Regions from separate parts of the Rattus norvegicus genome. Here region 2 is linked to region 1. Evidence: chromatin contacts called from public Hi-C data. All regions are on one chromosome and are shown on one strand. Each heading gives the region's core, a stretch centred on a gene start, on an enhancer-like site or on the middle of the called end of the contact. The rest is flanking DNA. Distances are from core to core; before and after follow the strand shown. Region 1 holds the start of Rcbtb1 (RCC1 and BTB domain containing protein 1). Region 2 overlaps Rcbtb1 (RCC1 and BTB domain containing protein 1).

Region 1 (4,154 bases), core at 1,320-3,819:
CTGAAATCATGTGCTCTGGTTGGGAAACAAACCACCCGAGTGGCTATAGGATTAGCAGGAGAGAACATATTCCGTGATGTGGACTATGACCAGGGATACTTTTAGGCAAGAGGATCTGTATGAGTTCAAGGCTAAACTGGTCTACATAGCCAGTTCTAGGGCAGCCAAGGCTACATAGTGAGATCTTGTCCTAAAAACAAAGAAACAAACAAGACAAAAAACGGCAAGACAGAGCCCAGAAGTTGAACACCGTGGTCTAGATTCTACAGTCTGGAGGGACATGCAGACCTCAGAATTCCCTCCTCCAGGAAAGAGGTCTTTCTGTTGTTTTTAAGCTGTGGTCTGAAGTAAACAAGAAGCTGCTCAGAGAATTCCTAGGAAAGCTAACGTTTGTTTGTCCATTTCTGACGTGACAAACACATAAGAAATGACAGTTTGCTTAAGATTCCTTCTCCCATAGGTGCTTAAGGAAAATCTAACATGTCCTAAAAACTATAAGCATGATGCTAACTTCATCAAAGGACAAACTACCCGGGGGAGAACACAGCACATTCATCATTTAGATAACATCACAAAGTGTTAACTTAAAACCAGTAACATAATCACATCAGTAATAATCAAAGACACGGAAGAAAGTTAGTTATGTATTTAGCCAGTTACACAATCTTCACTGTATATTTCTTTGTGATTATAAGATTTAAAGGCTTGTCATCAAAGCATGCTACTAGACATATTGACATGTCTAGTTTGTGCTCAGGTCTCAATCCTGGGACTCTGTCCCCACAATTTATTTTTTCTCATGTATGAGAAAGTTATTCCAGTTAACAGCTGGACACTTGAAACGTTCATGTTTGCAAACTACAGACTTTCCTAACACCTTCAGAGGATTCAGAAAAGACCTTCCAGAATGAACTCCAGTACATGAGTATGATAAAGTGTATGTACTACCACCAAAAGACAAAAGTAGACAGTTACTTGAACTGCTATTCACTATCTAAACTCTAGAATCAGGTAGACTTTGGTAGCTTCAATGCCCAAACTCTTGTTAGTGGCTTTCTCTTACAATCTGAAATTTTACTAAGTGAACGCTGGAGCTTCTCAAATTTCCAAAGTAAATAGAACTCACACCCTAAAATACAAAACGTTTTCTCTAGATAATAAAATTACAGATCGTATACATTCTTTCTTAATATTTATTTATATTTTCTAAAGTTTTCTTCATTTGCCTGTAAATGTTTTGTTTGTTATCAAGACAGGGCTCCTCTGTATAGTTCTGACTGTCCAGGAACTCACTCTGTAGACTTCTTATAAACTGTATATTGTGGCCTAGATATGTTGGATAACTTTAAATTCTGAGTCCACATTGTGAGCCAAATACATAGTAGATAATTATTAACTGATATGTTAGGAAATCTATTCTAGTTTAATGTAGTCCAGCAGTTTTCATCACATTACTGGAAACATGCAAGATAATAAAATGTTTTAAAATTTTAACTATAGATCTTATTAAGAAAGAAAGTGTATCTCAATGTCTTGTCTGGCCTCTAGATTCATAAAAGGCCCAACCTCTGTTTCTTATGCTTCTTTTTAAGTACCAAGACACAGAAAGAACCATTCAATTGCATGATTCTCAGATAAAGATCCCAGACTTCCCAGCTCCTGGAACACACAGGTCCTCCATTTAAAACCTTAGAAGACAAGTTTTAAGCTACAAGCTTCACAGCTTTGGCTTTCTGTATGTTTTCTGAGATTCGTGGAACTTAACCCTTTGGATCATAAGACTTAAAAATCACACAAGAAACACTTCAAAGATGAACACATCACTTCCTCTTCGATAGGCACAAAGAGGGGGAAAGAAAGGGGGAAAAAAAAAAAAAAGCCCGCCCAGAAGTACTAGCAAAGTCACTGGTGCTCACACAATGGAATAAACCCAGGCCCCATATGAAGAGAACCTACATACTGTTGTGATTTTAACTGAAGCCAGAATTTAAACGACTCTAAACTCCCGTCAGGGTCCAAGCATCATCTCCTGCCCGCCGGCATTTCTTGCTTTTGATGCTACCCCCGCTACAGAGCACGCCAGTCCCAGAAACTCCGATTTTTGCCCACCACGAGCTTCAATCCTCGTAGAAACAGGGCAAAGGCAAGGGGGACTACGAATGTTTTTAAAAGCAACATTTATTGTCTTTTCAAACTGCAACCCTCCGCTTCTACGCTCTGCAGCCGTCAGCTGCCCACCGCTAACCTGCGTGCTTGGTGTTCCTCTCCAGTGGGACCGGCAGCGAGTTTCCTCAGAGGCAGGCCGCGGGCAACGCCATTTACTCAGCTCGCCGCCGCACACCTGGGTGAAGTTCCCGCAGGACAGAACGCCGGGGGTGCAGAGTGCGCGTCGCCGAAGGGTCGCGAACGCGCCTGGTGCGCACGGCCCTCGGGAGGGCGCGGACTTCGCAGCGGCCAAGCAAGGCCCCGCCCGGCTCCCCGGCTCGCCGCACCTCCGCCCTGCAGCGCTCTACCTGTCAGGCCTCCGGGCCAGGCCCTGAGCCCTCAGCGCCGCCGCCTTAATGGGCTCCTTCCCCACAGCCCCGGTGCGAGCGCTAGCGCCAGGGCCACCGGTCACGTGGGCGGGTCGCGTCACGTGGCACCGGAGCTGCGCGCGCCCTCCGTCTCCTCAGGCTCCTGCTCCGGTTTTGTTGTAGGCCGGGCCGCCGATGCAGCGCCGGGTCGCGTGGGTCTCCGGAGAGCGCGGGAAGGCGAAGGCGTCCCAGGATGGTAGCGGAGCTTGGCCTTCCTCTCACCCCGCCCTCTCCAGGCCGCTGTTTGTCAGCGCACGTGTCTCCCTGCACGGTCTGAGGAAGGCCTGGACACCTGCGTTAAGCCGACCGAGACAAGGCTCCTGAACGCTGACTATCTGCCCCAGAGCTGTGCTTGTGCTATGCGGGTAAACGGAGGTCCGGAAGGGAGCGACTGCTTTGTGCTTCATGCGTTTATCAGAAGAACACTTAATGAGTTGTAGGAACCCCTACTGCCCTAGGCTCTCCCATTTGGCACTAGAGACCAAAGTCTATACTTCCTGGCACCCAGCATCCAAGCAACCTTGTTCAGACTCACCTTTTCCCCAGTGGTAAATGCAAAATCCTTTGTTTTCTGTTTACCACTAAACAGATTTGGTCCTACAAAAACCCTACCGTCAGCCTTTATTTTCCCCGACTACAACGTGGCTTTCCCCCATAGAGAATTCTTGTTTCTCTTGAGTACTTTCGGTAGATTACATTTTTTCTTCCTTAAATTGCTGTAGACCTCCCTGGACTTTTCATTCTTTTGCCTTGATCTCAAATGTTCGGAATCACCATCTCCTTTCTTGAAAAACAAGGAGGAAGAGATTAAAAACAGATTTTACTTAGAAATGGTTGCAATATAGTAATTGAGCCCTATTTTATACTCTAAGGTCTCTTTCCCTATTGTACTTGTCCCTGAGTAAAATCTGTTTTTGTTTTTGTTTTTTTTTTTAACTAATGTAATGACTCTGGCTCTGTTTCTTTTTCTAACATTTCCCATAATATTCATCGGTCTCCTCTCATCTTTCAAAATTGTCGTCAGACACCACCTACTCTTCCTGCAGATTCATTATCTTCAGTCATTGTTTATTCAGGTAGCCTCAGCTGCAACTTCTCTAGTTTCCCTAACACTACATACTCAAAACAGGGATTTCACCATGCAGGGAAATGTAATACTGTGCATTTCCTCTAAGATTAAGTATTGTCACCTGATCTCACACATTATGAACTCTTCATATCAGATCTGTATGGTCTTACTACAGTAACTCACAGCTGGCTAGATTCTCACTATCAGCCAATGGAGTAGCTCCACCAGAAGAATGGAAATTTGGGAGACTTGAGGGAGGATAGAAATGGAAAATTGTGGGGACATAGGGAAGAAAGGAGTCCCTTACCACAGAGTCTTTCTGATACCTTTTGCCAGCTGCCAATAGAGTACAATTAATGTTTGTGCTGAAGGTTGCCTACAGAAAGACATTATTCCTGTCATATAGGAATATTTTCAAGTAAGAATGTTAAAATACCAATGAACTGTAAGGCTTGAATGTATCTGACATTAGAAGACCACCTTCTTTCCCAGATATTTTGTAGATATCTCAA
Region 2 (3,735 bases), core at 709-3,208, 37 kb before region 1:
TGGGGTTAACATTCACATACAAAGCAAACCCCCGAACCCCTAGTCATGTTAAGACTTTGCTCATCTCTCTGGAAAGGTTCTCCTGTGAGACAGGCATCCATGTGCTTCCCGTAGTGTTTAAACACCTTCTGTCCAGCAGCACTGAAGAGCTGCTATGCTATGCTGAAGTAGTGCTTTAGTTCCTCACTGCTATGCTGGAGGACTGTGAAGGGCTCCTCCCGAGTCCTCTGTAAAAGTGTACCAAGTCTGATGGTATGCATTCCTAAGATGTTCCCCACAGCACTGCTTTTGAACACAGCTACTAAGCTGCATTTCTTTTGTACATTAACTTCAAGTTTCCTTTAAAGGGTGCATGGAGGAGAGAGGCACTGTTACAAAGCAGGTAACTGATTAGAGACTGCCTTCATCTTCTTGGCACATGACCAACGGCATCGGTTACTCTAAAGCTGGGCTTCCAAAATTAGTTTTGTCATCAATTACAATCTCAGTCACTTCTGATCAACTAAGAACATATATAAGAAATGGGTTGGATTTGAACACTCAATTCTATGCTCAATACTATGGTCACTTACTACATTCCAAAATATTAAGAAAAAAATGTAAACATTTACTCATTGATCATATAGTTCAGTATTAAAATCTAAGAAGTATATCATAAGGATTCTACTCCTTTTCCACATTGAATATATCATATTTGTGGAGTTTAAGGTTTGTATGCTATCTTGAATATAGTAAAATGCTGTAAACATATTTGTCCATTCAATATATATTTTTGGTGTTTCAAGCATATCTGATTATTCAATCAGCATGTGTTTTGAGCTCTGGCTCTGCCTGCACACTGACAAGCTCCAGGTAATCACATTCATTTGTAGTCGCTGTAAAGGAACAGTTATTAATGTATTTATACGTAAGTGAAGACGAGCCAAGGACGTGGGCTGCTGCCAGCCGCAGTGGCATGAGTTCTTCCTATACGGTTGGTTTTATTTTTCTTTTTAGACGAGGTCTCACTGTGTAGCTCTGTCTGGACTGCAACTCATTATGTAAAGCAGGCACCTCTGCTACCCAAGATGCTCCTGCCTCTCTGGGCCTGACTGCTTGGATCAAAGGTGCATGTCTGATGATCTTCTCCTCTAAACTTTTAAAGGTGGTTTTAGGTGAAAGTGGGAACAAATTTCCAGTAACAGGATCCAGGCTGTGGGCCTCTAGTCAGGTTGTCCGGGCTGTTTTAAATCAACAGGATTGATCACAGAGCATGGAAAAATGTAGAGAAGCGTAAGAAGAGTCTAGAATCATTCTCCAAAAGGAGAGAAAAGGGCTCTTTGGAGAGTCAGTTGTGTAGGATGGTGTTTTGCTGGGGCAAACACGTGAAGGAGTGTTTTCCTGAAGTGGGCACAGGTGAAAGGCTAAAGGCAGACCTGTGAAGGAACATTTTCTGAAGTGAACATAAAGCAAAAGGATGTTCTGTTAGAGCAAGCACATGAAAGGACACGTGATGAAAGATTCCTTGCTAACCACACGCATGTATTGGTCTGCCTTACACTGTGGAGTTGAGCTCCATTTGTCAGGATGCCATAGAAAGAAACTACACCAAAAGTCTTCTGGTGGTACGCTGTGGCTTCTTGCTGCTTCCAAGGCAGAGTGCTATCAGCTGAGAGAGATACATGCGCTGAGGCAAGCCCAGTGGGGGACACGTGATGTTTGAAGGGAATATAAAAAGGGCTTGAAGGGCAGGAGCGAGGGCTGAGGGAGGTTTGCTTGTGCAGCCAGCTGTGCGATGCTTGCTTGTTGACCTCTTGCTGATCTTCACTTTGCTGAGAGAGGACAGCCCAGAACTTCTCCTGGTGTTCCTGTTGGCCCTGGTCCCTCCTGCTGACTTGTGCCAAGGTTGAGGCTTGGCTGTCTCTGCTAGGTCATGCCACTGATTCGTGCCACGTCGTGCTGCGGATTCATGACTATCCTGACTTGACTGAACTGGACTGCTGATGTATCCATGAAGTGTTTGCCAGTAGCTCGAGCGGCCGTTGCTGACCTGTGAACTGAACTGCTGATATCCGGACAACACAGACAGGAGTTGCTCCAAAGACCATTTCTAAAAAGGCCCATTTGCTCCCACCTTTGGTGGGCTAAAAGGGAGGTTAAAGTGTTTACGAACCATCATTAAAAGTAGGAAGTGAAAAAAATTAAAGTTACAATCAACCTAATTTAAAAGTATACTGTTGTATAAGAAGGAGTCTAGCACAGGCTCCCAGTGGTACAGGAAGGGAGGAAGCAAACCCCACCTCATACTGTTGTATAAGAAGGAGTCTAGCACAGGCTCCCAGTGGTACAGGAAGGGAGGAAGCAAACCCCACCTGTCTTCCATTAGCTACAGCTCACACTAACCACATTTCCATTGTTGTCAGGCCCCAAAGTCAGCTGCATTTGACCTTGTGAAATATTTATTACCATAATAGAACCTCAAGCAAAAATAGGACACATTTTTGAAAATAAAAGGCATAACGGTCAACTTTCCCTAAGTGTCACAGACAGGAAGTCTGTCCTGTTACACCTCAAGAGTCAGAATGCGGGTCTCTGATAAATTCCCAGTTACTGGAGACTGCACTGCCCAATGACAAAACACCTCTAAAAGACAGGCTTCTGGTTACTTAGCGAAGTCAGCCTTTTACTTTTTATGAATCTGTAAAGCTAAGCACATCAGTCTGAGTTCAGTAACGATGCCTCCTGCAGCCTTCCATGCACTGTCTTCACTGTTCAGCAGCATGGGCTGCCATGCATCAGCACACGGTCTGTCAGGGGCAGCTTCTGCTCCAAATCTGCGGCTCTGCTCAGTCAGGAAAGTTCGATGGTGTACACATTCCAGAACACTACTCATCAGATGCTACAAAGCTGAGAAATGCAGACTTGAAATCCAACTAAGTTTAAAGCCAACAAAACAGGAACAGCTGAGATGGCTCAGTGGGTAAGGACATCTGCTGCTTATAACAACTGACTTTGATCCTTGGAGTCTATGGAAAGGTGGGAGAGGAAAACTGACTCCCTTGTTCAAACATGTACACACACACACACACACACACACACACACACACACACACACACACACACAGAGCATGTGCACTAAAAACTTTTAAGTTAAAAAAACAGAGGCAGTACACAGTAAGGTCTTCACATAGGAACTGAGCTACAAGACAGTGACAGAATTCCAGACCCCCACGGATGTAAAGCCAACAGCACCCTGGGCTCCTGACAGAGTGGACTCAACAGCCTCTTCTCAGGAGAAAGAGAGCTGCACTGAGTCAGAAGTCTGGAAGTAAAGCATGCTGCCTGTCAGTCCAGCGGAGCCCAGCATTTTATACTTTCACTGTGCACCCTTCAGCCAGTTACTTAAAAGCAGAAGCAGAAAAACACTGATTCTGGACTGTGAACAGAAATGTGTGAAGCAAAGGCAGATTTCATCTGAGGCTGGCCACTGAGTCACTAAAGGAGGTGAAACTAGCCATGCTGCATCACAGGAGAGAGGGAAGTGGGCTGACGGTGAGGGAGCTGGGGCACGTCTGTGTTACCTCTGCGTCATATCTGACTGCAGCAGAGAACAATGAGAAAGCATTCTCCACAGTGATTCCTCGCTTGATGATGTGCTGACAGAGCCTCTTCAGTCTGTTCTCACAGTACGATGTTGCCAAGTCCAAAAGGCCTACAAGGCAGAAAAAGGACACCTGAGATTTACTCTGTACAATT

Evidence for each region. Hi-C and Micro-C count contacts between places; a contact is called where the count stands out from the background.
Region 2: a contact with region 1 is called in a Hi-C map of liver, with 1.9 times the contacts expected there. The contact joins the enhancer-like site here to the promoter of Rcbtb1 in region 1. A contact is called at or near these places in 2 of 12 Hi-C or Micro-C datasets (hepatocytes and liver).

What each region holds. Positions count from the first base shown.
Region 1 is chr15:37,433,508-37,437,661 of GRCr8, reverse strand. Rcbtb1 (RCC1 and BTB domain containing protein 1) reads right to left here and starts at 2,569. Exons shown (of 12, transcript NM_001108380.2): 1 at 2,246-2,569.
Region 2 is chr15:37,470,229-37,473,963 of GRCr8, reverse strand. Rcbtb1 (RCC1 and BTB domain containing protein 1) reads right to left here. Exons shown (of 12, transcript NM_001108380.2): 11 at 3,561-3,691. Among named protein-coding and RNA genes, the nearest start is that of Phf11b, 24 kb to the left of the region's middle. Within about 2 kb of position 1,958, at least 6 of the 93 cell types and tissues checked have an H3K27ac peak or open chromatin away from gene starts, as enhancers often do. A contact at or near this core is called in hepatocytes and liver, where this site is marked.